Regions from separate parts of the Oryctolagus cuniculus genome. Here region 1 is linked to region 2. Evidence: chromatin contacts called from public Micro-C data. All regions are on one chromosome and are shown on one strand. Each heading gives the region's core, a stretch centred on a gene start, on an enhancer-like site or on the middle of the called end of the contact. The rest is flanking DNA. Distances are from core to core; before and after follow the strand shown.

What was found. A called contact is a pair of places that touch in the nucleus more often than the background predicts.
Region 1: a Micro-C map of ear pinna shows a contact between it and region 2, with 4 times the contacts expected there. The contact joins the promoter of NHLRC1 here to the promoter of FAM8A1 in region 2. A contact is called at or near these places in 5 of 6 Hi-C or Micro-C datasets (ear pinna, embryonic fibroblasts, psoas muscle and 2 more).

What each region holds. Positions count from the first base shown.
Region 1 is chr5:145,322,437-145,327,486 of mOryCun1.1, forward strand. It overlaps NHLRC1 (NHL repeat containing E3 ubiquitin protein ligase 1), which reads right to left and starts at 2,722. Exons shown (of 1, transcript XM_051832580.2): 1 at 1-2,722. The coding sequence starts at 2,663. The coding sequence ends at 1,494. The region is part of intron 1 of KDM1B (lysine demethylase 1B); the gene reads left to right.
Region 2 is chr5:144,840,237-144,845,077 of mOryCun1.1, forward strand. FAM8A1 (family with sequence similarity 8 member A1) reads left to right here and starts at 1,949. Exons shown (of 5, transcript XM_002720864.5): 1 at 1,949-2,781; 2 at 3,783-3,903. The coding sequence starts at 2,067.

The DNA.
Region 1 (5,050 bases), core at 1,472-3,971, 480 kb after region 2:
AAATGTTTTAAGATCAATTCTTGGTTGTCCTATCAAATCTGAACTTACATCTCCAGCTTTTCCTCAGAGTATCTGTGATGCCATCAACCTAAGGGTAACTTCACAGGGGTGTGTGTAGGATTGATCTGCCCCTGAAACTCCTCCTTGGAATACATTCACAAACGGTGGGCCAACGTGGCTGACGTCTTACCATTAGTAATACATGACAGGAACACTGAAGGCAAAATGGGCTTTTGGGACTGGCATGGGAGCATGCTCTCACTTTTAGCTCCAAAAGACAGAATTACAATCTTTGGAACATACATGACTCATAATTTGGAAACTGTCTCTAGCATGTACATAGCTATTAAAACTCCGTATAAACGGAATATTGCTTTGTTGAGAATCATCAGCTTTCACCTAGAGCAAACTCTCACTGAGAAATGATTCCCTCCCTGAGAAACCACTTCTGCTGCTGTTGAGGTGCTGGTTCTTTGCTACTATTCGTCTAGCCCTAAACTCTAAGATGTTTGCGCTAGCTAAAAACACACACCCTAGAAAGAACCCGCCTCTTCCCTTGCAATTTCCACCCATTCATTTACTCAGTCTCAACATTAAGCTGGTATTAGCTTGGTCAAGGCTACACTTCAACTGAAGAAGTATTTAAGTGTTTACCAGGGGCCTAAAAGGATTAGGGGAACTGTTCATTGAGTACACAATGTTTGCAAGGCAGAGATGAAATTTAAATTGCACAGAGAAAAGCCCCCATTGCAACGTGCTTCCGATGCCCACTGATGATAAAATGGCCAGCAAATCACTTCTGCCATGAACCTATCGTGGTGAACGAGAGAACGGGAGTTTCGGCCCACCCTCTGGCACTGTCTCCACCAACACAAGCCTTTCTCAACCAGACAACAGTGCGTTTCCTGAGTGCCTACAGGGGAGAGACAGGCACTAAAAGACACGGTCTGCTGTTTTTCCTGCTCACATACCTCTATTCCGTCAGAGGGACTGCAAGTTGACACGCTGATGCCCATCACAAAATCCTTTTTCTCCTGAACTCTACAAAGTCTCCTTTCTTTGTGCATCTAACTACTTAGCTACTTGTAGAGCAAACACGCTTAGCAACCATATCTACTCACATCTATTATTTAAGAGCAAGGGGTTTTGAAACCAGGATTGAGGCCAAACTCTGACTGTCCCCTAGGTAACTGTGACCTTGGGGAAGTCATTTAAGCTCTCTGGGTCTCAGTTTTCTCATCTCTGAGATAGGATGAGTTTTAGACATTACCTCACCGGGCATCCCGGATTAAATGATCCAATAGTCACAAATTTCTCAGCACTGGGGAGTAAGCATTCAATAAATGGTAGATTTAATTACTCCTTATAATTGCCCCCAACTTTTCTGAGCCTGCCAGGCAGTTACAATTTTCCCTGCGTGCCTGGATGAGAAGAGGGGACTTATGCAGGGTTAGGCAGATCACTCGCGGCAGCTCCGGGATCCCGACACCCCCTCAGCCCCAGTCAGCTTTATAAACGTTGACAGAGTGGGATGCAGAGTCCAGCACGAGAAGCGAATTCTCCTTGGTGAAGGCCAGCGCCACGGGGTGGCCAAGCCCGTGACTGATCATGGGCTTCACGACTGGGAACTCCTCGGGTTTTCCTAGGCACAGGACAGCGGGACCAGAGGTCTCTGTGACGACCACATTCCCCTGGTGATCAAAGGTCACGGCCGAGGCGACTATCCGGGGAGGGTGGAAGAGGCTCAGCCCAAAGGTGTCCACCTGGCTGAGGAGCTGCATCCTGGAACTGAACACCTTCACCCTGGCGCTGCCGGCCAGCCGCTCCAGCACGGCCACGGCCCCGGTGAGCCAGGACACGGCCACCCCGCGAGGGCTGCACAGAGACGCCTGCAAGAGCTGCGATCCGCGGAGGAGCCCCTCGGCAAAGTCGATTTGCAGGAGGTGCAGGGACCCTGCCTCGGCGTCAGTGACCAGGACGCCGTTCTGCGGGGTGGTCTCCACGCCCCAGGGCAAGGAGAACTGGCCCCCGAGCACCAGCTTGATCTGGCCAAAAAAGTCGAACACTTTGATGGCGCGGTCGCCGGCGTCGGTGACAACCACGTAGCAGTCGTTGGTGACGGTGACATCCAAGGGGTACTTGACATCCTGGGCAGCGTCCCCTTTCTCCCCAAACTGATGCGCGCACCCTCCCGCGGAGTCAAAGATCTTGACCCGCCTCTTGCCGTCGTGCACTACCACGACCCGCCCCGTCTTGGGGCACAGCGCCAGCCCGGTGGGGTTGACCAGCGTCCCCCAGCCCCCGAAGGCTTGGTGGCAGCTGAGGGCCCCTGGCGCACTGGGGCCGGCGCGCTGGGCAGCTGGCGACGGGCGCAGCGCGGAGCCCAGCAGCTCCAGCAAGTGCAGCACCGGCAGGCAGTCGCTCGTGTCGCAGCCGCGGCAGGCTCGCCGGCAGAAGGGGCACTCGAGGGCCAGCGTCCGCGGGTGCGCCAGCGCGGCCACGCAGGCCAGGCAGACCACGTGGCCACAGGGCAGGTTGCGCGGCCGCCGCTGCTGACGGTGGCCGAACCTCTCAAAGCACACCTTGCACTCCAGCAGGCTGGTCTCGGCTTCGCGCACCAGCTCCCGCAGCGCCGGCCGGGCCTCCGCGGCCTCGGCCCCCATGGCGCGGCTCGACGCGTTCCCGCCGCGCCGGACGCTGTCCCCGCGCCGCCCACGGTCACGACCACGGGGCGGGGCCTCCGCCCTGACGTCGCGCGCGGCGGCGCCGTAGGCCGCGGCCTGCTGCCCCCTGGTGGGCGCTCTCGGCCCTGTTTCCTGACTGCCTGGCCTGGTGCGGCAGGACACACACTGCAGGACGAACGGGCTGCTCCCTATTGCGAAACCTTTAATAAGTGCAAAGCAAAGACCGGCACGCAGGGTTTCAACGCTGGTGCCCAGCAGTGTTTCCAACCCGCGGCTCTGGGTTCTGGGTGCTGGGGCTGGCCGGTCTGAGTCACGTTAGTCTGTCTCTTGTCTGATGAGCATCTCCCTGCTCAAGACGCTTTGTTTTCTGAGTAGGGAAACAGACACACAACAGAAGTTGCCCAGGGGGTGAGGAGGGTCAGACAGGTGTGCATACTCCCTTTGTGTGAGTGTGTGCCTGTGGGTGTGTACTAGGATAATACAACAACCCCACTGGGTGAATGATGTCAGTTGGGAGAACCTCTTCCAGGGGAGTTAATGTGAAACCAGAAAGCTGCTCTCATCAGCGATGCCTGCTGCAGAACTTGTTCCATGCCTGCCCTCCTTGAAGTGGCTTCAGTGGATCATCTTATTTAAATCTCGTCATCATCCTCCGTGATGGAGTCCAGAGACATTAAATATCTTGTCCAGGTTGGCATGGCTAGGAAGTGGCTGGGCTGGAATATGAAGCCAGGTAGTACACAGAACCCACCGTGCATTTCAAACTTGATTGCAAACGGTAGGGGTTTAATTGGTCTGGGTGTAGTCTGGGCAAACATTGGTTTGTAAAAGCTCCTGAAGCTGTTGTGGGCATTTGGGGAAGATTCCCCACCCTCACCACTGCCTTTCAGATAAATAAATTTCCAAATCTCTCTCTCTCTCTCTCTATATATATATATATATATATTCAGGGCACTAAAAATGTAATATTTTGAAAAGTAGTGTGATCTAAAAACTATGAGGCAGTAGATGATGGCTCAAGTTGGCTGAAAATGGGTGTCTGCCTCCCACATGGGAGACCCAGATTGGTTCTTGGCTCCTGGCTTAAGCCTGGCCTGGCCCTGATTATTATGGGCATTTAGAGAGTGAACCAACAGATGGGAGATCTCTGTCTCTTTACTTTTCAAATAAAATGAATAAAAATTTTTTGAAAGTAAAATAAATTATATATATTAAACTGTGAATAGTAAAGAGTAAAAAGATGAAATTGACTTAGCTGAACATTTTACTTAACCCAAATATTATCACTTTAACACATAATCACTATAAAAATATTAAGATATTTTTCCTTTTTGTTGCTCTATACTAAGTAAAGCCCAATGTATATTTGACACAGCACATCCAAGTTCAGAGAAGCCCAATTTCACGTCATCAGTGACCACATGGCTGGTGGCCATGGTGTGGAACAGCACAGATCTGCACCTAGTCCAGGCTGTGACAAAGGTGTTACCTTCTCAAAATGCTCCCCAGGCTGACTTCCTGGGTCCCTGACTTGCTTCTAACTTGTCTCTGCTCCGGCATTGTTTTAAAACTGTCTAAAGTCCTCAATGCATTGCTATTTCTGGCTAAACGTCTATTCTGCAGGGGCCCCAGGAGGGAGGGGCTGAGATCTCCCTCTCTTCAGCCTCTGCTAAGCCTGCCCTCTCCTTCCTGATCCTTTGCTGCCCCCGTGGGGGTATCCGACAGTACTGCAGCACCAGCTTGCGAGCTCCCGGACTCCAGCCCAATCAACAGGAGGTATTGAAGGAAGTTAACCGGAAACAGCTGCCGCAAAATCTGAGCCTGTTCATGGTATTGCCTTACTGCTTGGTTATTAGTGCAGTGGTGCTGTGGCACACACAGAACCCACCCTAATGGTCAACCGTCAAGAATCTAATGGAGGGCGGGCTTTTGGTGCAGTGATTTAGACGTCTTTTGGGACACCCTGCATTCCATGTCCCATGTCGTAGTGCCTGCACTGGAGTCCCTGCTCTGCTTCTGACTTCAACTTCCTGCTAACGAGCACCCTGGGAGGCCAGAGGCACTTGGACAAATACTTAGCTCAAGTGCTTGGGTCTCTAGCACCCATGTGGAAGACCCATACTTGAAATCCTGGCTTCAGTCTGGTCCAGCCCTGGCTGTTGCGAAAAGGGATGGAACATCTCTCTCTGTCTCTTCACCTTTCAAATAGATAAAAATAAGAATTATTCAAAGAATAGCATTTAAAAAAAATGAATCTAGTGGTAAATTTGAAGTAAGGAAATACAACTTGGTGGCATTTGATTGGGAATTGAGATTTTTCTTAATTATGCAAAGCTTCAGAATTAAAACACATTTGAGTCTTCTCC
Region 2 (4,841 bases), core at 699-3,198:
AGAAAAAGCATTGTGTGCACCAGACCTCCTGTACATCCTGGCTCAGCAACAGAGCACTGCAGTGGTTTTCCTTGATAACTATGGGGCTAACTAGCAGCTGCCCAGCATCTCCTGGGTTGGACCACCCAGTGGTAGCCAGGGAAAGATCCAAGTTCAACAACTATGTTTTCCAATATGGTTTCTATTGAATGCAGATCACATAAGGAATGCTTTCAGGAGCAATGCTGATGGTACCGCTTGATCAACTCAGACCTAAGAGAGTTTCAAGATTTTATTTTTATTTATTTGAGAGGTAGATTTACAGAGAGACAGAGGCAGAGAGAAAGAGAGGCCTCCCACCTACTGGTTCACTTTCCAAATGGCCCCAACAGCCAGAGCTGGGCCAATCTGAAGCCAGGAGCTTCTTCGGGTCTCCCACGTGGGTGCAGGTGCCCGAGGACTTGAGCTATCCTCTATTGCTTTCCCAGGCCACAGAATAGAGCTGGATTGGAAGTGGAACAGCTGGGACTTGAACCAGAGCCCCTATGGGAAGCCAGCACTGCAGGCAGCAGCTTTACCTGCCAAGCCACAGCGCTGGCCCCACGATCTTATTTTAAAGGCAGAGTTTAGAGAAAAAGTGTGAGATCTTCCATCTGCTGGTTCGCTCCCCAAATAGCTACAACAGCCTGAAGCCAGGAGCCAGGAGGTTCTTCTAGGTTTCCCACAAGGGTGCTGGCACCCCCAGGTGCATCAGCAAGGAGCTGGATGGGAAGTGGAGCAGTTAGGCCTTGAACCTGGGCCTTAAGGGATGCAGGCATCACAGGTGGTGGCTTCACCTGCTAAGCCACAACGCCAGCCCAATACTCAGTCTTAATAGTTTTTCAAGTGTTGTGTCCAAGTCTCTATCCAGCTCATTAGCTTCTTAGACGTTAAGCCTTTTAGATGCCCCTGAGCAGTCAAAAATTATTCTGGGCATCATCAGTAAATACTCCATGGGCTCTTGGCCCCTGTTGGCCCTGATTCTGGCCAAAGTTATACTACTACGACTGAGGGAACTAATCCAGTTAAGGACATGGGAAAGCATATTAAAATACTAGTCTGTGGGAACAGCGCTGTGGCGTAGCAGGTAAAGCCACTGCCTGCAGTGCCAGCATCCCATATGGGCTCGGGTTCGAGACCTGGCTGCTCCATTTCCCATCCAACTCTCTGCTATGGCCTGGGAAACAGAAGATGGCCCAAGCCCTTGGGCCCCTGCACCCACGTGGGAGACACGAAAGAAGCTGCTGGGTCCTGGCTTCGGATTGGTGCAGCTCTGGCCATTGCAGCCAGGTGGGAAGTGGACCATCGGATGAAAGACCTCTCTCTCTCTGCCTCTCCTTCTCTGTAACTGATTTTCAATAAATAAATCTTTTTTAAAAGGCTCCCAAACCCTGGATATAATCAGGGGTTCTTTCCCCAACAGGAAAACAGGCTTAAGGAAAGGTTCCGCTCTGCGGCAGCGGGAAAGTTTTTATGGACACAGGCTCGCTAGCTCCAGCATCAGGACCAAGACCAGCTTCTAAATCAGCAATCTCTCTTCCCGTCGCATCCCAAAACAAGTCCCAGTTCAGTTTGGCTGTCGATGTGTTTCTCCCAAGTGCACAGACATTCTCGAGCACAAATGGCGAACCACGCTCTCGGCTCGGCGAGGGCAATGGCGGCGCTGGCCCCGGGCCCGTCCCGGAAATCCCCCTCCATCCAGCCGAAGTTTCTCACGGGACATCCGGCGCCAACCCCCCGGGATTCTCTAGAGAGGCCTCAGGCCTTAGACATCACTCGATTAACCATAAAGAGGCGTGGGGAGCCGGACTGCCGACGGGACAGGAACCCAAAAACCCCACACCAGACACAACAGCCCAACCTCCCGGCCTCCGGCGGCCCCGCGCAGCGATCAGCGACGCCCCCCGAGGGGCGGGGTTTCCGCTTCCGGTGGCGGATTGTTGACGCCTGCGGCTGCTGCGGTGGCGAAAGGGCCGTTGGGGAGGGGCCTCTGAGGGGAGGGAGACGGCGCAGTGACAGGTACCGCGAAGGGTGCTGCCGAGGCGACGATGGCAGAAGGGCCCGAGGAAGCCCGAGGTCGCCCTCCCGGGCAGGACGATGGCGGAGGGGACCACGCGCCTGTCCCTTCCCTGAGAGGCCCTCCCGCAGCCGCCGGCCCTTGTCCCCGAGACGCGGCGCCAGTCGAACCCCAGGCCCCGGGCCGGCCGCCAGCCCCGGCCCTCGCGCCCGCCTCCGCCGCTGCCCCGGAGGAGTCGGAGCCGCAGCGGGAGCTCAGGAGGCGAAGAGAGGCGGCCCCGAGCTCCGGCGCGGGGCTGCAGGAGCCGGCGGGCTGCGAGGCGGCCGAGGCCGAGGCGCTGCGGGAGAAGCCGGCGCGGCTGAGCGCCCGCGAGTACTCGCGGCAGGTGCACGAGTGGCTGTGGCAGTCCTACTGCGGCTACCTCACCTGGCACAGCGGCCTGGCCGCCTTCCCCGCCTACTGCAGCCCCCCGCCGCCCGCTCCCAGCTACGCTACGGCCGCCGCCGCCCCCCAGGCCGCGGCGCCGCCGCCCCCGCAGCTGGCCTATTACAACCCCTTTTACTTCCCGAGCGCCGGCGCCGCGGGAGCGGAGGCGGGGGCGGCTGCGGGCATCAGCACCCCGGCCCCGGTGGCGGGCCTGGGGCCGCGGGCTCCTCACGTGCAGGGCTCGGTCCGGGCCGCTCCAGCGACTCGTGCGGGATCCGCCGCGCCTTCGCGCGCCGCCAGCGAGAGCGGGCGGCAGGCAGGTGAGCAGCGCGAGGCGCGGGGGGTATCCCGAGGGGGTCTTCGGGGAGGCTGCCTGCAGGGTTTGCGCCCCCGTGGGGACGGCCGCGGCTCCCGGGAGTGTGCCCGGGCCTTACACCCCAGTGCCGTCCACCTTGAGAGCAGATCGAGGGCCTCGCGCCCGGGTCGATTCCCACGGGGAGGAATCTGCCCTGGAGAGCGAGGTGGAGAGTTAGACCCACTTGTGCAGAGACTTGACTGGCAATGCTGGAGTGCGCTGCCTAGGGGCTGTGGGCCTGACCGATCCGGAGGATTTACATGAATGCAAATGGAGTTCCCAAGTGTTGGCTGGCCCCTGCTTACTGCTTTCGGAGCCTCCTTGTTAACTTCTGCTTGGGAACTAGAAATGGCTTTAGTTAGCTACGCTTGTTAGAGTTTGTATTCAGCCACCGATATGTGGACCGAGAACCAGTTGGTGCCTGTATATGAGCCTGAATCAGAATTGAGGATGACAGGTTGATGACCCGCGGATTTATTTTCTAGAAAGTAAAACAATGACTGAGGGGAGGGAAATGTGAGATACCGGGATTTACTCTACACAGTATTTATTTATGCTGTACTTTATACCGTGGGTGTTTATACTATAGTTTACTCGAGTTTTACCTTTTTCTCTTAAAGTTTAATTGAGTGTCGCCTAGGTGTGATCACCTGGATTCTCCTAATTTGAGTCCTGCTGAAATGTTTTGGGTACTTGAATCAAACACAGCTGTGAAATCAATCTTTGAACATTAGAGTGATGAAAATAAATTTTAAGCAGTTTATTAAACACAGTGCAGTGGTATCGCTGTATTTTAGTAATACATACTCTTGTTGGGATCAGTATGACTAACTGATGCAAGGTTGTGAATATTCATAATTACTAGGTTGTACCTTGACTTTGCTTTCTCCATTCTTACTTGCCTTGTGCACTAAAGCCTTTGTGAAATGATCATTTTTTCATAATTTTCTTTTTTTTAACTTACAGGCAGGGAGTATGTTATTCCATCCTTGGCCCACAGATTTATGGCGGAGATGGTGGATTTCTTTATTCTGTTCTTTATAAAAGCAACCATTGTCTTAAGCATTATGCACCTCAGTGGAATAAAGTAAGTTAAGCACCTTTGTAGAAGAGTTTGAATTTCTACTGTTTAGAAATTATTGAGTTCTCTTCATGCCTGCAAGTGACTATAAGGATAATGTCATGATTTCTTTCTAAAAGCTCTGTCGGATTTATTTCCTACTGGACCTAAGAAATAACTACAAAGGAGAAAAAAACTCCTCATACATTCTGTAAGATCTGTGAGAATTTCACCCATCAAAAGTAGGTAAAATGATCCTCCAATCCTGGTTTGTTTTCATTCAACTATTCTTGGGCCAGGAAGCAATTTCTCTCTTATTATTCTGTAGAGAGAGTCTCTAACGACAGAAATATAAAGAGCTTTTGGTGGGTGAACTCCTAATTATCAACTAGATGTATTTCCAAATGGCATTGCTTACCATGAGCCCAGTCCCAAGAGAACTGCAAAGTGAGACATTTATTTGAATAACCCTCTCCTGAGATTAAAATAATCATAACAGCAGTTCTCATTTGCTAAGCACTTTCTGTATGCTAGGCACTTAGCTCGCGTCTTTATATGGCGTCTTATTTCATCTTAGTACCACTATGAGGTAGAGGCTAATACCTCCATTTTATAGAGATTGAAATTTGAGTATATGAGAACCTAGGCCCAGAATTTTAAAGGTTACAGAAGTACTAAGTGACCATGTCAAGATACAAACATGTGGTCAATTTTTTTTTTTAGATTTTTTTATTTATTTGAATGATAGAATTACAGAGAGGAGAGAGAGAGAGGAAGGTCTTCCATCAGCTGGTTCACTCCACAAATGGCCACAGTGGCTGGAGCTGTGCCAATCCGAAGCCAGGAGCCAGGAGTGTCTTCTGGGTCTCCCATGTGGGTGCAGGGGCACAAGCACTTGGGCCATCTTCTGCTGCTTTGCCAGGCCATGGCAGAGAGCTGGATCGGAAGAGGAGCAGCGGGGACTC